2 separate regions of the Zea mays genome follow, and region 2 is linked to region 1. The links are chromatin contacts, called in public Hi-C maps. All regions are on one chromosome and are shown on one strand. Each heading gives the region's core, a stretch centred on a gene start, on an enhancer-like site or on the middle of the called end of the contact. The rest is flanking DNA. Distances are from core to core; before and after follow the strand shown. Region 1 holds the start of LOC103651374 (homeobox-DDT domain protein RLT2). Region 2 has its middle 12 kb from the start of LOC118476825.

The links. Hi-C and Micro-C count contacts between places; a contact is called where the count stands out from the background.
Region 2: a Hi-C map of ear shows a contact between it and region 1, with 3 times the contacts expected there. The contact joins the enhancer-like site here to the promoter of LOC103651374 in region 1. A contact is called at or near these places in 7 of 25 Hi-C or Micro-C datasets (ear, endosperm, leaf and 2 more) and 1 of 3 datasets of contacts at active chromatin or transcription factors (leaf).

Annotation. Positions count from the first base shown.
Region 1 is chr3:215,730,953-215,736,541 of Zm-B73-REFERENCE-NAM-5.0, reverse strand. LOC103651374 (homeobox-DDT domain protein RLT2) reads left to right here and starts at 3,329. Exons shown (of 18, transcript XM_008676999.4): 1 at 3,329-4,163; 2 at 4,263-4,781. The coding sequence starts at 3,944.
Region 2 is chr3:215,794,726-215,800,314 of Zm-B73-REFERENCE-NAM-5.0, reverse strand. No RefSeq gene overlaps it. Among protein-coding and RNA genes, the nearest start is that of LOC118476825, 12 kb to the left of the region's middle. Within about 2 kb of position 2,679, at least 7 of the 20 cell types and tissues checked have an H3K27ac peak or open chromatin away from gene starts, as enhancers often do. A contact at or near this core is called in ear, where this site is marked.

The DNA of each region.
Region 1 (5,589 bases), core at 2,080-4,579:
AGAGTACCAATGAGCTCTTCCACATTGAATTATCTCTTATGTTTGAGAGAGGTAGCAAAGTCCTTCCAAGAAGGTGGCAACTTGGCGATTATACCGCCAGCCACAAACTTGTTAGGTAGAGGACAAGGAAAAAGCTCAAGTTCCTTAGCTAGTGCTTGAAACTCATGGGCCTCTTCCACTACAGATCGGTTCTCAACCATCTTGTAGTCATACAGCTGCTCCATGAGATACAGCTCGCTACCAGCGTCAGTTACTCCAAACTTTCCAACAAGTGCATCCCACAACTCTTTCCATGTAGGAAGGATGATATAGCTTTTCTGGAATTTTATATCAAGTGCGTTAATTACTGCTCCTCGAAAGAGGTTGTCATCAGCCTTAAACTTAGCCTCATCCTCACGAGGTAAGTTGACATGCTTGCCCTCAGCGGCATGATAACAAGACATTGCAATAAGCCACAATTACATCTTAACTTTCCAAATCAAGAAGTTTTTACCATCAAAAGGATCAGACTTTAGCACAACAGCAAAACCTCTGATAGAAAAAATGCCTAACATTAGGTTTTTGGAATGTTAGAAATATAGGCATTTTCCATATCATTTTAATTCCATAAATTAACATTATGGTGATGACATATAAAAGATGATTAATTATAGAAATCATGATGTCAAATATATCCATAATAATATGGAACATGAGAACATAAAACATATGAATCATATAAATATAATAAGCATATAAACATGGTACATGCATCATGATGGAACAACTGAAAATAAATAGATAGCGATATAAACAACATGACTGTAAAATTAAGACAAACAGATATGGTATATTATTAGCATGAGCAGGCATAAGAAATGTCATGATATGATATGACATAACAGTTTGGATAAATTCATGGCTACATACGAAACAACATAGATAAACATATGAAACATATATAATCTGGAGAACGTAAAACAATAAGGAGCTGAATTGATCATATCCTCCCATGCGCTCCGAGGATTCTGATCCTTGTCCAACTTCTCTTGTCATGTCGTACGAGATGAAGACGCCAGGAAGAAGATGTTTACCAGAAAGGATGTTTGGACAGTCGCGTAGACGCTCCCCAAAAACCTAATTGATGATTCCCCGTGCAAGGTCGCGAACGACAAGGGCTTCGGAGACACCTGCCCTCTCGCTTCTCTGCACGCGTAGAGTTACGAGATGAAAATACCCACACTTGCAGCTGGACTGTGATTCTGAAAGAGTTCTGCTCGCGTGTGTCAAGCGACAGGAGTTCTCCCCCTTTTAACCTCATCGCAGAAGGGAAGCTGAAAGAGAAAGGTCTGTGATTCTGAAAGAGTTCTGCTTGTGTGTGTTAAGCGACAAGAGTTCTCCCCTTTTTAACCTCATCGCAGAAGGAAAGCTGAAGGAGAAAGGTCTCGCATGCGGCTATTCAAGAGACGGGCAACTAAAAGGTTTAACCCGGAGTTGAAACTCCCGCGGTTAATGAGTGCTAAAAATTAACACCCGCTCGCCGCCTGCCTCGCCACGCCCGAGCCCGGCCGACGGCGGCGACGCGCGCGCGTGTGGCACACCCTGTTCGTTTCTTAACTTCTCAAATTAAGTGGAATAATTCCCACCATATAAGTCAAGCCAACGACCATTGAAATTCCAATAGGGTACTATTGATATTGTCCACAATTACACACTATAGAGTTTATTGATTAAGGGCCTGTTTGTTTACCCCCAGATTATATAATCTGGATTAAATAATCTTAAGAGGTAAACAAACAGTCTAGCTTATTTGCCCAGATTATATAATCTAACCCATTGGATTATGATAATCCATAAGCAAGTGAGGAGGTGCTTATTTCAGATTATTTTTTTCCCACTTCCCCATTACCCTTTCAAGTTTCCTAGAAATTACCCACCATTGCCATTATAATCTACTGAATCGTTTTTGCGCCTATCGGATCGGAGAAGCCCGCCGCCCAACAGAAACACGCCAGATAATCTAGGTAGACAAACAAGACTACTCAGATTATATAATCCAAATTATATAATCCAGATTATATAATCCTCCAAAAATAATCCAGATTATATAATCCATTGGGGTAAACAAACAGGCCCTAAATGGACCAAGCCCATAATAAATCCAACAACTCGAAGGTGCTGACGTAAGAGTGATTACAATTCAGCGTGAACAGTACAATACTACTGTTCATCTATTTATAGACACGAGACGCAGCCTAGGTAAAATTCACATTTATGTCCCTGACATTTACTTATAACCATGACATGAATCATTAAGGACTAAACAGTCTTTTCCATTTCAGCTAGCATCATCTTCAGTTTTTACCACCATTATAAGTTGAAGCTGTTGCTATTTGGCAATAACTTCGGCGTTCATTCTTATCATCTCCAGATCACATCTTCATCCCGTATGTCTTCATTATAACTCCATTCTAAAGATGAAGCTTGCTACAACAACCTATATCATACTTGAAACCAATGATTAATTATGTTTTTAGGACATTCGGGAGTGGGAGACCCTAACAATCAGTTTGACAATTTTTCCTGTTTGTCTTCAACTCCAGCACTGATAATCGAGAATGGAGCATGATACACCCGGACCCGGTGTCGGGTTCATCGTTCATGTCGGGCATTCGATTCGAGGGCCGAACTTTTGTTTGTGCACTGACCCACCAGCGGTCTGGCTGCTGCAGCAGCATTACGAGTCGCAGTTCAGCGACAGCGATCCGTCCTGGAGACTGGAGAAGAGTGGTCTCCCACTGCTAACACAGAGCCGTCTGTCCGTCTGATACACACCAGCGCGGCTGGCAAACCTCCGAAGGACGGCCCCGCCACCAGCCACGTGCCCACAGGCACAGGCTCAGAAGCTGGAGTGGTGGTGTCCGTCAGTCCGTCCCGGTCCCGGGCTCCCGGCTCCCTGCTAGCCGAACAGGCAGGTCGCAAAGTCCAAGGCAACAGAGGATCCGGCCAAGTTCAAGCGCGCTTGACCCATCCCCTCGTGCAGGAGGAACAATCCTATGAACACACACGCGGACCAAACGTCCAAATCCATCCACCCCCAAAGCACCAAATCCAGGTCGCAAATTTCCCACCAGAACCCAGCTAGCCAGTCAAAAGCACAAAAAGCCCACCACCGCTCCGCAAAGATCAAACCCCAAGAAATCCGAGCACCAGGGCAGCTACCCACGCTGCTAATTATTCCGTCCCATCCAACTCTCTCCATCGATCCAGATATTCCTTTTTAATTTCCTTTCCTCGTCGCGCAGCAGCAGCAGCTCGACTGCTCGACCACAACAGCAGCTGCCGCGCAACACAAAACACACTCCAGACTCCACTCTCCCACGGAGAAAAAACAAAACAAAACAAAAGAAATACGAAGCCTGAGCCTCTCAGCCAGCACCCCCCAGGCGAAAAGGGAACGAACGGGGGCGGAGAGGAAAAAAGGGGGTTTGGTTTTTATTGGCTGCACACAATGGCAGCAGCGATCCGAACCCAATCCCCATCTCCGCAGCGCGTGGGTAATAATCCCAGTTCGAGCAGTCGCCACACGCCCGTTGCTGCTGTTCCTGGCTTGCGGCTTCGCCAATCTCCGCCACACCCCTATCCTTTCCCTTCTTCGTCGCCTCACCCACCACCCCATCCGCTGCGGCGGTGTTCGTGGTGTTCAAGTAATTGTTTTTGGTGGTGTCATTATTCCTTTTCCTCCTCCCAGTTCAAGCCATCGGTGCTGGGTATTCTTCGCCACGGGGATCCAGCCGCACATCGATTCTCCTTTTTCCACCCCCTCGCTCCGCGACGCGGGGTATAATAGCGACTGCGAGGCATTTGGTGCGGGCAGACGCTACGAGGTGGGGTGAGAAAAGTTTCTGCGCCTTGCTTTGCAGAAGGTGCTCGGATCTAGGTTTCAAGGCCGTCGATCGCCGCCATGGACGCCGGCGGGGACGAGGACGGCGCCGGGAAGGCGGCGCTGGAGAGCACTGCCGAGGCCGCGACCCTGCCACCGGCGTCAACAGTGGCGGTCCCGTCCCCGGTCCCGGCTTCTGCGCCTGGGGCGGCCACGGGGACCTCAGGGTCGGGGGAGAAGCCGGTGAAGCGGATGATGAAGACCCCCTACCAGCTCGAGGTTCTGGAGAAGACCTATGCGGGTTCGTGGATTTCGATGAAGTGTTTTGTGTTCTTCCCCACCCTGGATTTTTGGGTGCTTTATCGATTGAGCATTTCCGGGGGTTTTTGGTTTGCTGCAGTGGAGCAGTACCCGTCGGAAGCTATGCGGCTGGAGCTGTCGGCGAAGATAGGGCTGTCGGACAGGCAGCTGCAAATGTGGTTCTGCCACCGCCGCCTCAAGGACCGCAAGCCACCGTCCAAGCGGCAACGGCGGGAGGAAGAGTCCGCGCTAGTACCAGTGATGCCTCCACCGCCAGTGTTACCAGCACCTGTGATGCCTCTGGCAAGCAGTGACCTTGTGGTGGGTGCTCCTGGGCCGTATGATGAGCCGCTGCACCCACTTCACTCGCGAAGGGGTGCTGGGCGTGGGCGGTCCTCAGCAGTCCCCAGGATTTCCATGCCGGATATTGGGAGGAGGTATTACGAGCCACCACCAATTATGATAGCGCCGCCTATCCCGTCGATGCAGCTCACGCAATATGAGCTCCGTGTGATTAATTCTGTGGAGTCACAGCTCGGGGAACCATTGAGGGAGGATGGTCCAGCGCTTGGCGTTAATTTTGATCCCCTTCCTCCTGGCGCCTTTGGTGCACCGATTGGTATGCATATTGAAATCTGAAGTCATTGTGTTTTACGAAAAGGTTTATGCTAGTGAATGCTCATGGTGGCCTGTCTGTGGAAATGTTCAAGCTTCTAGTATTCCTGGGCTGAATGATTGTTGATTTTGCAAACGCCTTTTTAAAGTATATGACTTCTAAAGTCACTAATCTTCCGTGTTGCCTTTGCTTATGGTAAAAGAACCTTGTAATTGATTTTAGTCAGGCCTTTTATATCCGAGTAAGTAGATTGATCCAGTATGATTGGAGAGGTGAATTTAATGATACACGTATATGGTACTAGTATATGCTATCAGTATGCTAGAGTAGATAATGTGGCAAGGGATATGAATGACTGATCGATGAAAATTTTAGATGAGGAGTAAGTGTGAAAATCTCACAGGTCTATTATCCGTAATAGGCCATCCTTGGATTAAGAATAAAACTAGTATTCTTCCTGTAGACGAGCATTCAGCTGAATATTATTTCTGTATATGAGGGACTGTCAAGCAAAATTTGCATATCATAAGGTCTCATTGAGCATAGCCATGTTTTAATTCCTTCTAATAAAACTGAGATCCATAATAATCTCTACTAAATATGCAACTATTCTATCCCTATTAACGCCCACGCGCACGGCCCATTTAGCCCTTGTATACATGAGTTGCCTTGTACTTACATAGAATATTAAAGTTCTTGTAATATTACCTGACCTGTTCAGTAATCGTCTTTGTTGTACATTAGCTTGGCATTTCCTTGCTCATGCACATCTGAAGCGCCTAAAAATCTCAATTTCAACATTTATTTTGCG
Region 2 (5,589 bases), core at 1,430-3,929, 64 kb before region 1:
GGAGGGACCCCGTCGGGGAGTAGAGATCCTAGGTTGTGTCTAGGCTCGGGCTGGCCGACCTAGACTCCTCTAATCGACGTAGAGCCGAAGAGAGACGAAGAATTTGGGGATTGGATAGCTAAACCTAAACTAGACTAGAACTACTCCTAGGATAAAATGCGAAATAGAAGTTGTATTGATTCGATTGATGATTACAAATCGGCCGTATACCTCTCTATTTATAGAGGAGGGGGGCTGGACCCTTTACAAACTAATTTCCGAGCTTATCCCCTGATTTTAGCTAACAACCGTAGCACAAAACTCGGAACCCTAATCTGTTCTGCGCACGCGCGGACCGTCCGGCCCACAGGCGCGGACTGTCCGGACCGTGGACCGTCCGGCCTCAGGGCCGGACCGTCCGCGCGCTCAATTTGGTGCTCAACAGGAAGGCTAAAGGATGATCAAATAATATTGTTCATTAGATTTGAGTGAGCAAAAGAGATGATGTTATTCAACGATCTGAACCGTTGATTTTGATGTTATGTTAAATATGTGTGCAATTTGTTTGATGGATTTCGTAAATATTATAGGTGTGTGAGTTATTTGGTTGAATGAGTTTTGTAAAGTGTAAACTGGTGTATTATATGGTGTTATAGATACTAAATATTAGACCCCTAATAGTTTTGGGCCCCCGGGCGTCGCCTTCGTCGCATAGGCTCAGGGCCGGCCTTGCACACACATGATCACGCTATGATGCGAGATGGATGGGAAAGGAAGATCCACATGATTAAAGCCGTGCGCTGTCGTCTCTCGGCGACTTTACGCTGTTCCCCCCACAGACGCCTCCTGGTGATTGCTAAATGGAACGCTGCCGCAGTGTGCTGTGCTGGACTGCTGGTAACTGTGGTGCCGGCCGTCAGCTAAAGATGATGCTGGGATGAGCAGCTGGGGCCACTGCAGGAGGTTTTTTGTCTTAAGAAAAGCATTTTACTTGTCGGAGACTAAAGTGGATTGTGCCCGTGATCTTTGTGGTCTCATATATGCGCAAGACATGCATGCATGCAAGCATATGATCTTTGTCTTCTCTTTATCTTGGAGGATGGAAGCAATGCTTATCTGCATTGTTCTTCTGGAGCTTATCAAAGACAAGCTGATATGCTCTTTTTGCATCAGTTATGGGCGCATCTGGTTCCCCTCGGAGGGCAGACAGGATTGAGCAATTGTGCCAGCAAGCCAATCCTCTATGGCTGTCTCTAGCAGCTTACGCATCTTAACTTTCATTTATATTCTATTTTGAACTTTACTTTGTGAATAGTGCAATATATAGTTTGACACAATCATGCATGATCTAATGAAGACAGCTTAACAACCATGCTGGACGCATTGGTTCTGTTTGATCCATCGTATAGTATGAGATTGATCTAGTAGGGTTGTTATTTGGTTCCCATGATGCACCGACTTTAGAGTAGTGCCAGCCTCTCAAACCGATGTTGCGCGCTTGCTGGCACCATCCGGTCAGGCTCCATAGGCCATAGCAACGGAGGGAAATATCATATGGGGATCGGGGAGACAGTCGCATGACTCTTTCACACAGGATCAATATGACTAGAACACGCACGCACCCCCAACCAATCATTTGTTGTTTGCATAGACAAGCCTGGTTGGCTCTCGTAGGCCTTGTTCGATTGCACGAGGATTGCTGAATTGAATTCATTTCTATTTAATTTTGGCTATCAAGAAATTTCATCGTCTTCAATTCACTATCAAAACAAGCTCGTACAGAGAACCAAAGACGCCCTATGTTTCAGCTGGTTATTTAACACGCATACGCTAGAGACGACTGCCAATGGCCCAATGCTCTAAATTCCAGACACGAGACCACGTAATGTTCTCTCCAACGTTCCACCCTCTCTTCTCCCGCCCCTCTCCGGCGTGTAGGGTAGCTCCCTTTGTTCGTCCAACAGTTCCCCCTCTCCCTCCTCATGCCGGTGAGAGAAGATTAGAGGAGATTTCCCCTTGGAGAGGGGCTCTAATCTCCCCTTTCAATAATCAATAATAATAATTGCGAAATTAATCATTTTCGAGTTTAATATGAATAGAAAGTAAGAAGGGGGTAGAGAGGAGGTGAAACAGGGAGAGATATTTAAATATGAGTAGAAAGTATGAAAGGGTTGGAAGGGGAATAGTTGAAAACAACCTAAGAGCAACTCCAATAGTTATGTAAATTGTAGCTCTCTAAATCACAGATTTAAGAAGTTGCTAAATGGCTTTTAGAGTAAAAAAATGTGAGTTCTCCAATAGTTCTCTAAATATAGGTTGTAATTTTATTTTGCATTTATCCACATAAAAAAATAAGTCACAAAAACTATGTAATGCAGTCAACATTTTTGTTTAGGGAGTTGTTAAATGGTTGCCAAATGTAGAGAGAAAATGAGGTTAGATTACAAGTTGTTAAATTTAGAAAGTTCATTTAGAGAACTGTTGGAGAATAGTTTTCATGTTAACTACCTAAATTATTGATTTAGCAAGTCTTTTAGAGAACTACTGGAGTTGCTCTAAGAAGATAAAAAAACAAAAACAGCTTAGGCGGTGGTCGCCTATTGTAACCTAGCTAATGAAATCTCTATTCATTTGCTAAAAGGATAAGTTAACTGTTCAGATAGCCACATGGCTTGGGCTTGGGCTTCTGATCAACAGAAGATCGGCCCATAAATATTGAGCCCTTCCTCAGCTTCCGTGGTTCCTTTTTATAGCAAAGCTTCCTTCTATCCTGCCTTTTTCAGAAAACAAAAAAACAAGAGTTGCAGAAAATGACCAGCAAATACAGAGATGTCCAGGTTGCGATGTCAGTGTTGCATCTATCTTGTAATTTAGAACTTGGAACGGAGGGAGTACCAGCTAACACCACGATTCTTCTACCTTTTTTTTGAAAGGACGATTCGTCTGCATGTGATCGTCAAAGCATTTACAGATCAACGGGGGCATCGGCTTTTGGTCGCAATAGCAAGGGATCTCTTGATTCTTGGCATGTCCAATTATCCCCATAGAAGAAAAATAAAGCCATACGCCATATATAGTTATGAACTTGCTGTTGCCGACGGTCATAGTCTAACCGTAGGCGCGGCGTACGCTTTATACATTTAGGCACCACTGGTTACTGTTCCCGCTGTTACCCAAATGTGCGTTAAAACAGCTGGAAGCGCAAACGAGAAACTGCAGCACCGAAATTCTCCATGTTTGTCTCGCCGCAAACCTTTTAAAAAAATATAACTCCCATCTTGTGTCAGTTTTGATCCTGTTTTGATTGAAGGAGCATGTAAAATGGCAGCGAACAGCAAAAAACTGTAGCTTACTACCCTTCGGACTGCAGATCCCTCCCCTTCCACATCGGCAGAAACGGAAAAAAAATTGCTACAGCACTGCTGCAAACTAGAGTGTTTGCAGCCCCTCACAAAAAAGAGTATAGACCCCACCCGCAGCAGCAATAATACAACTAAAACGTTATCTGATGGACCTGCAGGTGGGGTCTATCCATTTTTTTTGTGAGGAGTTGTAAACACTCTGGTTTGCAGCAGTGCTGCACCAAATTTTTTTCCGCAGAAACACCCATGTTCTGCTCAAATCTCTGACATAGTTAATATCTCCTGAACTTTGTTAGAGTGAAGGAAAAAACAGTGATGCCATCATACAATGGCTGCTACACACCTCGACGTTGAGTTGCAGCATACAACGAGTGACGTCTTCTCTCGTCGAACAAAACTGATGGAAACCACAACATGGCCCCATGCAAAAAAAAACAATAGGTCAAACATACCAAAGGGCAAAACAACGCCACTACAGCGACATGAACTAGAGGGTAAAAATACATTGAATTAGAAACTTTTCTGGTCAAATCCCCGGGTTACGTTTTTTAAGATTCAGGAGGGAGAGCCCCTACTGAGATTTTATTAAAAATGAGAAAAGAAAATGTTACAACTTAGCCTATCCCCCGGGTTACGTTAGTAGATGTGTCTTGACTCGGACACAGTGTTATTTACTGTGCGAGCTTCAGACTCCTCCCGAGTATCACGTTGTTTTTGCGCCTGACGATGCCCTTCTGGCTACTGATTATGAACCAATGTAGGCACCAGTGATGGTGGTGGTAACTGAACCCAGACAGCTTGATAATGACTCGCCGAAGCAACCAATGTCGTGGGTTGTTGGTTGCCCACATATTAAGGGATATATGACGAGTAGCATGAAACAGTATGCAAGACCTGTTTCGACTGATTCTGTCGCGCTTCGGCCTCAGCGATCTCCTTCTGCTTTTGGATCGTGACTTGACACGTCCTTGTTGTGTGTCCCTTATCCTCCCCACAGAATAAGCTGAACAATCTTCTGGGCTGAGTGCCAAATCTTCCTCCAAAACTTCTCCATCCTCTGCCTCTCGGGGCTGATGGCCTGTAGGAAGTTTGCTGCATTCCTGAAGATTGTGAGCTTTGCTGGCTGTTCTGGTGTGATTTGCCCTGTCATCATTTGTGTTGGGATTGTGGATTGTTCTGACATGCCTGGGGTAGAGTCTTACTCCGAAGCCCCTAGTCATCTTAGAATACCTGTAAGCTACCTCCCTTCTCTGGCGAAAATCATTGTCAGCTCGGATATACTCATCCATCTTCTAGAGAAGCTTCTCCAGGGTTTGTGGTGGCTTCCTTGCAAAATATTGTGTTGTCGGTCCTGGTCGGAGCCCTTGATCATGGCTTCGATGACGATCTCGCGGTCTTGTGTGCATTGGAATAGAGCTTAAGCAGTGACTGACTTCATTTGAAAGCCCTGGAAGCTGGTGACTAGCATATCATTCAGCTTCTGCCACGATGTGATTGTTCTCGGGCGAAGAGAAGAATACCAAGTTTGAGCTACACTTCTGACTGCCATGACAAAGGACTTTGCCATGACTGCAGTGTTGTCACCATATGATGATATGGTTGCTTCGTAGCTCATGAGGAATTGCTTCGGGTCAGAATGTCCATCATACATGGGAAGTTGTGGCGATTTGTACGAAGGTGGCCATGGGGTAGCCTACAACTCTGCTGCCAGGGAAGAAGCATCATCAAAAGCAAAGTTACCATGATAAAGATCATCATACCATCCATCATCGTTGGTTGGACTTTCTTGACGAAGCTCTCTATGTTGAGGCCCTCGTCCTTGATCATCCTGCGTGATGTGGCGCATTTCTTCAACGGCTTCGTCGATCTTGCTCTGAAGTTCGGCTAGCCGAAGCATCTTCTCCCTTTTCCTCTGTACTTGCTAATTTATAGCTTCCAGGTCTCTGATTTCCTGGTCCAACTCCTCTTCCTGTGGTGTTGGGCTGGTAGCTTCCTTTTTTGGCTCCTAGCTTCTCTCAGTGAGAGCGTCTCTTGATTGGTGTCCTGTGGATGCAGGGCAGCCCTTGGCCCTGTTGCCTTCTTCAGTGGCATGACGAAGGAGAACGCTTGCCGAAGATTGTGGAAGTGAGTTCACCGGAGGTGAGCGCCAATGTTGATCACTTGTTCTCAAATGCTGTGAATCAAGAACAAGACAACACAATTGTTTAGCATTAAGGACCTTCGTCTTCTGAAACATTATCTCCTCATG